Regions from separate parts of the Gasterosteus aculeatus genome. Here region 2 is linked to region 1. Evidence: chromatin contacts called from public Hi-C data. All regions are on one chromosome and are shown on one strand. Each heading gives the region's core, a stretch centred on a gene start, on an enhancer-like site or on the middle of the called end of the contact. The rest is flanking DNA. Distances are from core to core; before and after follow the strand shown. Region 1 holds the start of LOC120827744 (glycerophosphodiester phosphodiesterase 1). Region 2 has its middle 11 kb from the start of trnae-cuc.

Region 1 (3,887 bases), core at 1,202-3,701:
CATACACTTAAAGAAACATAATGTCATGGCTCTCTTGAGTTTCCAGGTATTTCTACAAATCAGATTCTTCTCTGAGAGTGATTGGAACAGATACTTCTTTGTCACAAAAAACATTCATGAAGTTTGTATCTTTTATGACTTTATTATGGATCAACAGAAAAAGTGATCAAAATCTGCAGAGTCAAAAATATACATAACAGCAGTGCTAATGTCCTGACTCCCAGGTCTTTAGCACTTTAGTCCCATTGAGAACATGTGGACAATGCTGAAGAAACAAGTCCATGTCAGAAAGCCATCAAATTTAACTGAACCGCACCAATTCTGTCCAGAGGAGTGGTCAAAGATTCAACGAGGAGCTTGCCAGGAGCTTGTGGATGCTACCAAAAGCGCCTAATCGAAGGGAAAATGACATGTAACCAAATATTAGCACTGATGTATGTACTGTATACTTTTGACCCAGCAGATTTGATCACTTTTTCTCTGAAAAATCAGACTTAGAAATAACGGGAAACTCAAGAGAGCCATGACATTATGTTCTTTACAAGTGTATGTAAACTTTTGACCACAACTGTATCTGTGAAGGGCAAGACCAAGATATCTGATATGAATATATGTCCAAACTACATGTTGTTGAACCACTGTTCTTTTGTTTTGTCGTTTCCTCATCTAAACACAAGTAGAAATGAGTGTTTGATAAGCATCTTACTTCAACCTGTGACGAGCGGCAGCATCGAGCTTCTTAACTTGGACCAGCCGCAGACCGCTGACGGGTCCAGAGCCGTTGGTGGTGCGGTCCACAGTCTCATCGTGCATCAGCACGGCCACTCCGTCCGCCGTCAGACTCAGGTCCAGCTCCACGCCGGTTGCGCCGTTTCTACTCGCCTAAAACGGGACGTCCCAAGGGGGATCAGATGATATAGATCCCATTCAGTGCAGTTAGTAAAGTTAATCTTTTATGTCTGTAGGCAGTTTGCATGTTCTCTGCAGAAGATCAACCGAATGCCATTTGGAACATGAAAGATGAAGAGTGTCAAGAAGGTAAAACGCATTCAAACGGCGCATGTTGATCTCAGTTTGTCTCTAGAACACATTTAAACGGTGGCCTTTTGATTTGAGTCTCGTAGACTAAACACTGAACTCGCCAGCGCATTCTTTCTTTTGCATTATTGGAAGATGCCAGCTTAGATCAGATGAAACACGGATCAATGTATATTCCCAAATCCTCTAAACAAAGTGTGTGAATGATGGTTTATTAGATTAGACAAAGACTGAGTGAGTTCTTTCATTTAAAATGTGATCAACTCATCCAAATCATGCGGTCTAAATTTAAAGTCAATACAAGTAACGAATAACCTCAAGAACAGACCTCCTGCGTACTCGACATGATGCACATACGTGCTATTAGAATGACCGAGATCTTTGGTCCATACAGGAATACCAAAGGATCAAAAGCAGCAAACCAGATACTATCTGAAACAGCTGGTTCAGTACTGTGCAATATTCAGAGCACACTTCATTATTTCATCTCATCCTTCAATCCCAATAGGGAAGGTTGAATAGACCCGTGGATCAAAATGTGTGAAAAGAATCTCATGCGGAGGTGAGGAACCTCGAGGCTATTAGAAGAGATGAAGTAGGATGCTACGAGGGACAGTTACACCACAAGGACAGCTGGGAAAAAACCCGCCAGCAGCTCTCGTGTCCTTGGCTCAGTTTACACTGCAGGATGGAAAGTCACGACAAGCAAAACCCCAAAACAGCTCAAGTCAGCAATACACTGATCATTGCACAAAATCACGCGTAATAACGCAGTTATGAAACTAAAGAGAGAAAGTGAATCCTATTGGGCTGCATTTGATCCGCACAGTGGACCACACGGTCACAGCTCGAGCGGTGGCCGCGCGTCACCTCTCGGATCGCCGCCAGCGTGTTCTCCGGAGCGTCGCGGCCGCCTCCGCCGAGCGCCACCGCCGGGACGCCGCCCGACCCAGCCGCCGCCGCCCCCCAACCACCGGGCCGCAGGACGCGACCGGCCTGGTCCGCGGGCACCGGAGGGAAGCGGAACATCAGCATGAAGACGTAGAGGAACGCGGTGAGCAGAGAGGCTCCGGTGGGGCTGCGCGTCCCCGACGCCACCAGCACGAACACCGCCGAGAAATACACCGCCTCGTCCCCGAGCTGCAGCATCCTCGATCCGATCCGATCCGGTCCGGACGGGGGTTTGTCTCCTCGCGATCGAACCGGAAAGAGTCGTGGGTGAGAGAGCCGCCGTGGATGGAGCGTTGCTGTCAGCCCTCCTCCCCCCCCTCAGGGGGCTACGTGGTGGGGGGGCCGGGGAGCAGATTCAAACACACATGGAAGATGACTAACGATCAGCAGCTTCGTTTCGTGAACGTGCAAAAGGAAAGATGGGAGGATGGAGAGGTGTAGTGTGTCAGTTCAAGGATAAATAAAGGATAAATAAATTTATATATATATATATATATATATATATATATATATATATATATATATATATGATAGATGAACAAAGTAGGTGGGGGCACAATTCACTTATTATGGTTTAGTCCCTTATCAGGTTTTTACATACATCTTGTGACTTTAGGATTCATGTGTGAAGAAGTATTTGGATTTTCACACTTTGCATAGAAACAATCCACGAGTGTTACTGTCATCTATCATTTAATAAAGGTTTCACAATATTTAAAAGAACTCAGATTTATTTGATTGTAATTTCTATTACACGTCTAAATATATAAGAATTTAAAAGGAGAAAAAATAGCTTGTTAAAGAGAACAAACACTTGAGCAGCTTCGGCTGCTTCAGCTCAGCACCATCTGCAGGCGTGGATGGTGAACGTCGGGTGGAGGAATTTACAAAGACATTTAAAAACAACCCCCGGTGCATCAAACATGTTTTCTTCTTCATTAAAACCAAACATCAGAACCAAAGGATGACATTAACAGGAATGAATGCCGAAAATCTGTCCTGATATTCTGCCTGAACAGGAATATTGAAAAGTTTGACTATAAATAAAAAAATAAGTCACCTACTCACCCGCAGGAGAGTTAATTCAATTAAGGCAAGTTCTTTTGTTGTAAATATGACAAGTCCAAATGCTCCTTTGTAAGATCACCATCATGTTGTTGGAGGTTGTTCCTCAATGTTGTACATTTTGAACGTGAGAGCGTCCTTTGACTTGAGCCACGATCTCCAGCTCACTGCGGACGCTCTGCCGGCACGAGGCTGAGGTGCTGCAGCAGCTGGTCGCAGTACAGAGGACTCCGCTGCTGGTCTCTCACGGCCTCCGTCTCCTTTCTCAGAAGAGCCGGGTGGACCGAGCTGCCGCTCTTCAGGATCTCTGGACGCACACGGACAGATGGACAAACAGCGACCAAAGACTCAGGAGAGGAATGGCACTCGGGATGAGAGGCGGAAGAGGAAACAGAAGCATTCTCGTCTGCAGTGAACGAAGCTTCACACACAAACAAAGTATTGATCTTCTCATCTCGCTCGCTGCTGGAAAGCTCATAATCTCATCGCCCAAACCGTTCATTTGATCTCAACACCTCATGAGTTTTGTAAAATTCAAATGCTCTAATGCTGTGTTCACATTCAGGCACAGTTTATTGCAACAAAGTCAGAATTTGAGGAAATTGCACTTTCTTGTTTCTTGTTCTTCGGAGTTTGTACCCCTATGGTTGAATGCACTTATTGTAAGTCGCTTTGGATAAAAGCTAAATGACATGTAATGTAATGTAAAAACGCCAGCAGATGGCAGTGATGGACTACGTACAGCACATGAACTGAGAGCGTCCTCTTCCTTCCTTCAAATGTTTTCCTCTTACTGTTCCCACACCTTCTGCTGTCTTGCAGAAGCATATCCA
Region 2 (4,085 bases), core at 1,293-3,792, 130 kb after region 1:
CGGCCAACTGGGTGGTCAGGCCACTCACACGCTGCAAAGCCAAAAGATTTGACTCATGCTTTTCATATTATTTAATAGCACCAGACAGATCTAAAGGAGGTATGTAAGAAAATATGCTGTGTTTAAAAGACGCAACTGTATTTACATGATCTGTGAACGATTCCCATGTGGGATATCCTCCTGCAAAGAGCCTCTGATTGTTTGAAGCAGTCTGCAATTAGTCACGCAGTTCTTGAAAATGCTTGTTGCCTTCGGGGATCTGAAAAAATATTTTCCTTTTTTTTTTTCTCGACTAGATGAGGTTACTCACTCCTTACTCACCCCAAGTGGGTTTGGATTGGATAAGACTTGGATCTACCAAAGCAATTTGGGCTGAAATAAATTCCTTTAGCCAATTAACTACCTCAGCTCAAAGGTATGTAACGCCTTTCTGTAAGAAATACCTGCACTGACAGGATTTCCCCTTAGTTTCCTAGGTTTAATTCACTTTATCCATTCAACCATTCATTTTGTCTACTCTAGTTATCAAATATTATTGATTCATTTTAGCTTTAAGCTATTTATTACTTAAAGCGAACATATGCTCATCTTAGCATTCTTTTTGCTTTGAGAGCTCGTCAATCTTTTCACATTGGCCTAATCACTACTTCAGAGGACATACAGTGAAATGTCATCACAAACACCTGCCCAGCTTCTTCTGGTGAGGAGACGAAGACCAGTGGACCACAGACAAATCTGTTTCATCCTGTGTTAACTTTAGCCGTATGGGATTCATTGACATCACATTTTCAAAGAATCTATCACTCCAGCGTTCTGAAAAGTTCAAAAGTTCAAGTCGCACGTGTTGCCTGAACTGGGCCACTGCCTCGTCTGGTGATTCAACAGAAATTGTCTTGTTATCGCCGTACATTAGTCTGTTCGGTTCATCAAGGACATTATGTAACCTTTACAAGAGAATGGCATGCACTTTTGTCTGTACCTCAGGGTGTGTAACATGACGACAGGCTGCTCAGAGCAGACATACTCTTTTGCTTGGATTAATAATGTAAGTGAGTCTGACAACGGAAGAGAGAAGATTGAAGTGAGTCACCCGTAGAACCTGCCTGACTCATTTTTACAGTTTTTACGTTGATTTGACGTATTCGGTGCGATTGAGGAAGTCTAGCAGCCCCCCGGTCTCCCTCAACTCCCCTCTTCTGCTCTCCAAGAAAAGAGTGGAAAGTCCACTAGCAGAAGTTGGAAACTACAACCACAACCAGCCAATGCACAGGACAGTTATTCATAGACTGACGCACACACACACACACACACACACACACACTTGGGGTGGTGCACAAGACCAGCAGCAGTGGCAGTAGCAGTAAATTGGTACAGACATCCGTCAGAAGCCCCATGAGTCACACTGGAAAACATACAGCTCTCCAAAGCCAGAGTAGATATCCATCAAAAGTGATTGCGGCTGGTGCGAGCTCCTGCAAAAACACAGATATATACACACAATTATGTCCATGTACACACAAACACATACTTTCTCGCGCACATACCAACTACATAACCATACATGCACAGGAACACACAGGGCAGAGACCTTTGTGGTGTTGGCGGTGGGGCGGCGGGGGGATAACGAGCAGTATGTTGTCCGGAGGACAGACGGCGGAGCCTGGGGGACACACGCGTAACCACTGCAGAGGCTTTCATCTGCAGCCAGCTGAGGTCACCTGACGACATAAACACTGCCTGCAGAGTGAACCTCGACTCAATCTCCTGGTCTTTTGATAGTTTTTGAGAGCGCAAGCACCTTATTGGGAAACCGAGTACCGCAAAGTGTGGAAAGTGGGGGACATAAATCAATACAACTGATCAGACGGATTACGCATGATGAACGAAAGACAACTTATAGTGAATTAGGTTTTTGTGGGAGATTCTTAAAAAAAACAGCTTCTGCTCTTCCTGCCAGCCAGGAAACTTCAAATTAAACTGAGGACACGCGGACCCAGCACAGTAATAGAGAACCAAATTGTTATCTCAGCTGATGAGCCGATTTTAGTGGGTCATCTTCTTTTTTTTCTGCCCCCCAACTCCTCCCCCGGTCTCCTGCTTGCCACACAGAAGGCTGAGCTGTGGTGTGCAGCTCCGTGTGGGGCTGCGTGGTCAGGCAGTGCGGCGCTGCTGCACAGATTCCTGAGACATCAGACATTCTGGTGTTGGTGGGGCCAGCGGCTGCAGCCTGTGCCTCACGCATGACCCCCCCCCGCCCCCCCTCAAGGTCAGCAGGTCAGATCCTTTGATAAGCCGGTTCGCGTAGCAGCATGGCATGCATGAGTTTGTCCTCTCCTTAAACCACAGTGGGTAAAGTTGTATGCATGTTTGCCTGCCCGCTCTCTGTCATGCTCGGTTTTCTGCTGCTATGGTTACTCGGGTTTGTACCGGGTGGTTTTCTAGGTCTGGATCAAAACCCAAACACAATGCATGCTTGATTCGGCGGGCGGTTTCCTATCTCATCGCCACAGTGGGGCAGCTCGTACGCGTGCTGCAGCCTTCGTGTGTGAGCACGTACTTGTCTCTGCACGCATTTACACTCACAGCTTAGTGTGGATGTGTGTGTGTGTGTGTGTGTGTGTGTGTGTGTGTGTGTGTGTGTGTGTGTGTGTGTGTGTGTGTGTGTGCATACAGGCGTCCCAGAGGGGGTGAAAAGGCCTACACCTGCAGAGGATCTGCAGAGAGCATCTCTGTCATCTGGAGACCTGAGAACAGAGAAGGAAAACAGATGAAACATACGGGGGTCACCCTCCACCCCCAGACGTTGTTATTTCAAGCTTTTCTCATCATATTGAGGAGGAAGGGAACAATACACAGCACACACACACACACATAAACTCGCTCGGAGCACTCGCTCAGAACAGCACAGTCAGCTCTTTCAGCAGACAGAAGAAAGAGAAATATCAAAGAGCTAAGGAGCAAGGAGGAGGGACAGGGTGAAAGATATAGACAGCAGGGGAGATAAAGTACTTTATCCACAGAGGCTTTACTCCTCACTACTCCTCTACCACTTTTGCACCAGTGTGATACAAAACATGCATCAACACGACTCGAGCTAGAGGCAGCTTTTTTTTGTTCTCTCTCTTTTTAGGTTTTCAACTGTTTACATCTGCCAGCTATTTTTCACAGAGTCTTAAGAGAGGTGCGAGGGAACAAGCAGTGAGAAATCTCGGAGAAAAAGGAAATCTTGTCCACTGTTCAGGAAAATCAACAGGTATTGATAAATGTTTTCATGGTGTTGACAGTGATTTCAGTTACACTGACTTTGCACATTTGCAGAGTTTTGCAAATGTGCAAAGTCAGTTTGCACATTTGCAAAATATACATTATCCCTCATATATAAATCCCCCCCCCGACACTTTTCCACTCCACGCTATCCCCTTCTCCAGTTGTTAGGAAGGAATTCCTCTCCAGTAGATCTAATGGCAGTCGGGATGATTGATCAGGTGGTAAAGAGACTAGAGTCATTATAGGTCTACAGTCTGTGCGAGCATGCATATATTTGTGCATACATGTGCAGTATACATGTCACACACGTGTGTGTGTGTGTGTGTGTGTGTGTGTGTATTTGTGAATCTGCCTGCGTGTAAATTCCTCGTACGCCTATGTGTGTGTTTGTGTGGCTTCACAGCGCTGGAGACACCAGGACACTTGGCACCACACTGACGTGACCCAAAATTCGACCCTGCGGGACGCCAGTGACAGTCTGACATGAAAGATGAGACGCAGAGGAGGACATCATCAACAGGCGGCGGGGAAACAAAGCTCCAGCTAATCGCTGCTTCCTACAAAACTACATCTGTAAAGTTACTTTTAACCCGAGAAACAAGCAAGACCAAATAGCAAAACAGAGTAAAGACTCTTACACAGTCAATTCATGCTGTAGACGTGTTTTGTTCCTCACAAAATTAACCTCTTTGAACCTTAACCAATTATTTTTACCAAGCAGGGAAGAGCAGCTTAAGACAACTTCAGGCACTTGCGTAACAAACTACAAGAAGAAACAGATCTGCGCGCATTTCCCCCCCTGGTAACCGTCCAATATT

What was found. Hi-C and Micro-C count contacts between places; a contact is called where the count stands out from the background.
Region 2: a contact with region 1 is called in a Hi-C map of tail fin, with 4 times the contacts expected there. The contact joins the enhancer-like site here to the promoter of LOC120827744 in region 1. A contact is called at or near these places in 4 of 6 Hi-C or Micro-C datasets (liver, skeletal muscle, tail fin and 1 more).

Annotation. Positions count from the first base shown.
Region 1 is chr11:11,682,042-11,685,928 of fGasAcu3.hap1.1, forward strand. It overlaps LOC120827744 (glycerophosphodiester phosphodiesterase 1), which reads right to left and starts at 2,452. Exons shown (of 6, transcript XM_040190848.2): 1 at 1,909-2,452; 2 at 707-882. The coding sequence starts at 2,187. dnaaf5 (dynein axonemal assembly factor 5) reads right to left here. Exons shown (of 13, transcript XM_040190850.2): 13 at 2,666-3,361. The coding sequence ends at 3,219.
Region 2 is chr11:11,810,484-11,814,568 of fGasAcu3.hap1.1, forward strand. No RefSeq gene overlaps it. Among protein-coding and RNA genes, the nearest start is that of trnae-cuc, 11 kb to the right of the region's middle. Within about 2 kb of position 2,543, at least 2 of the 9 cell types and tissues checked have open chromatin away from gene starts, as enhancers often do.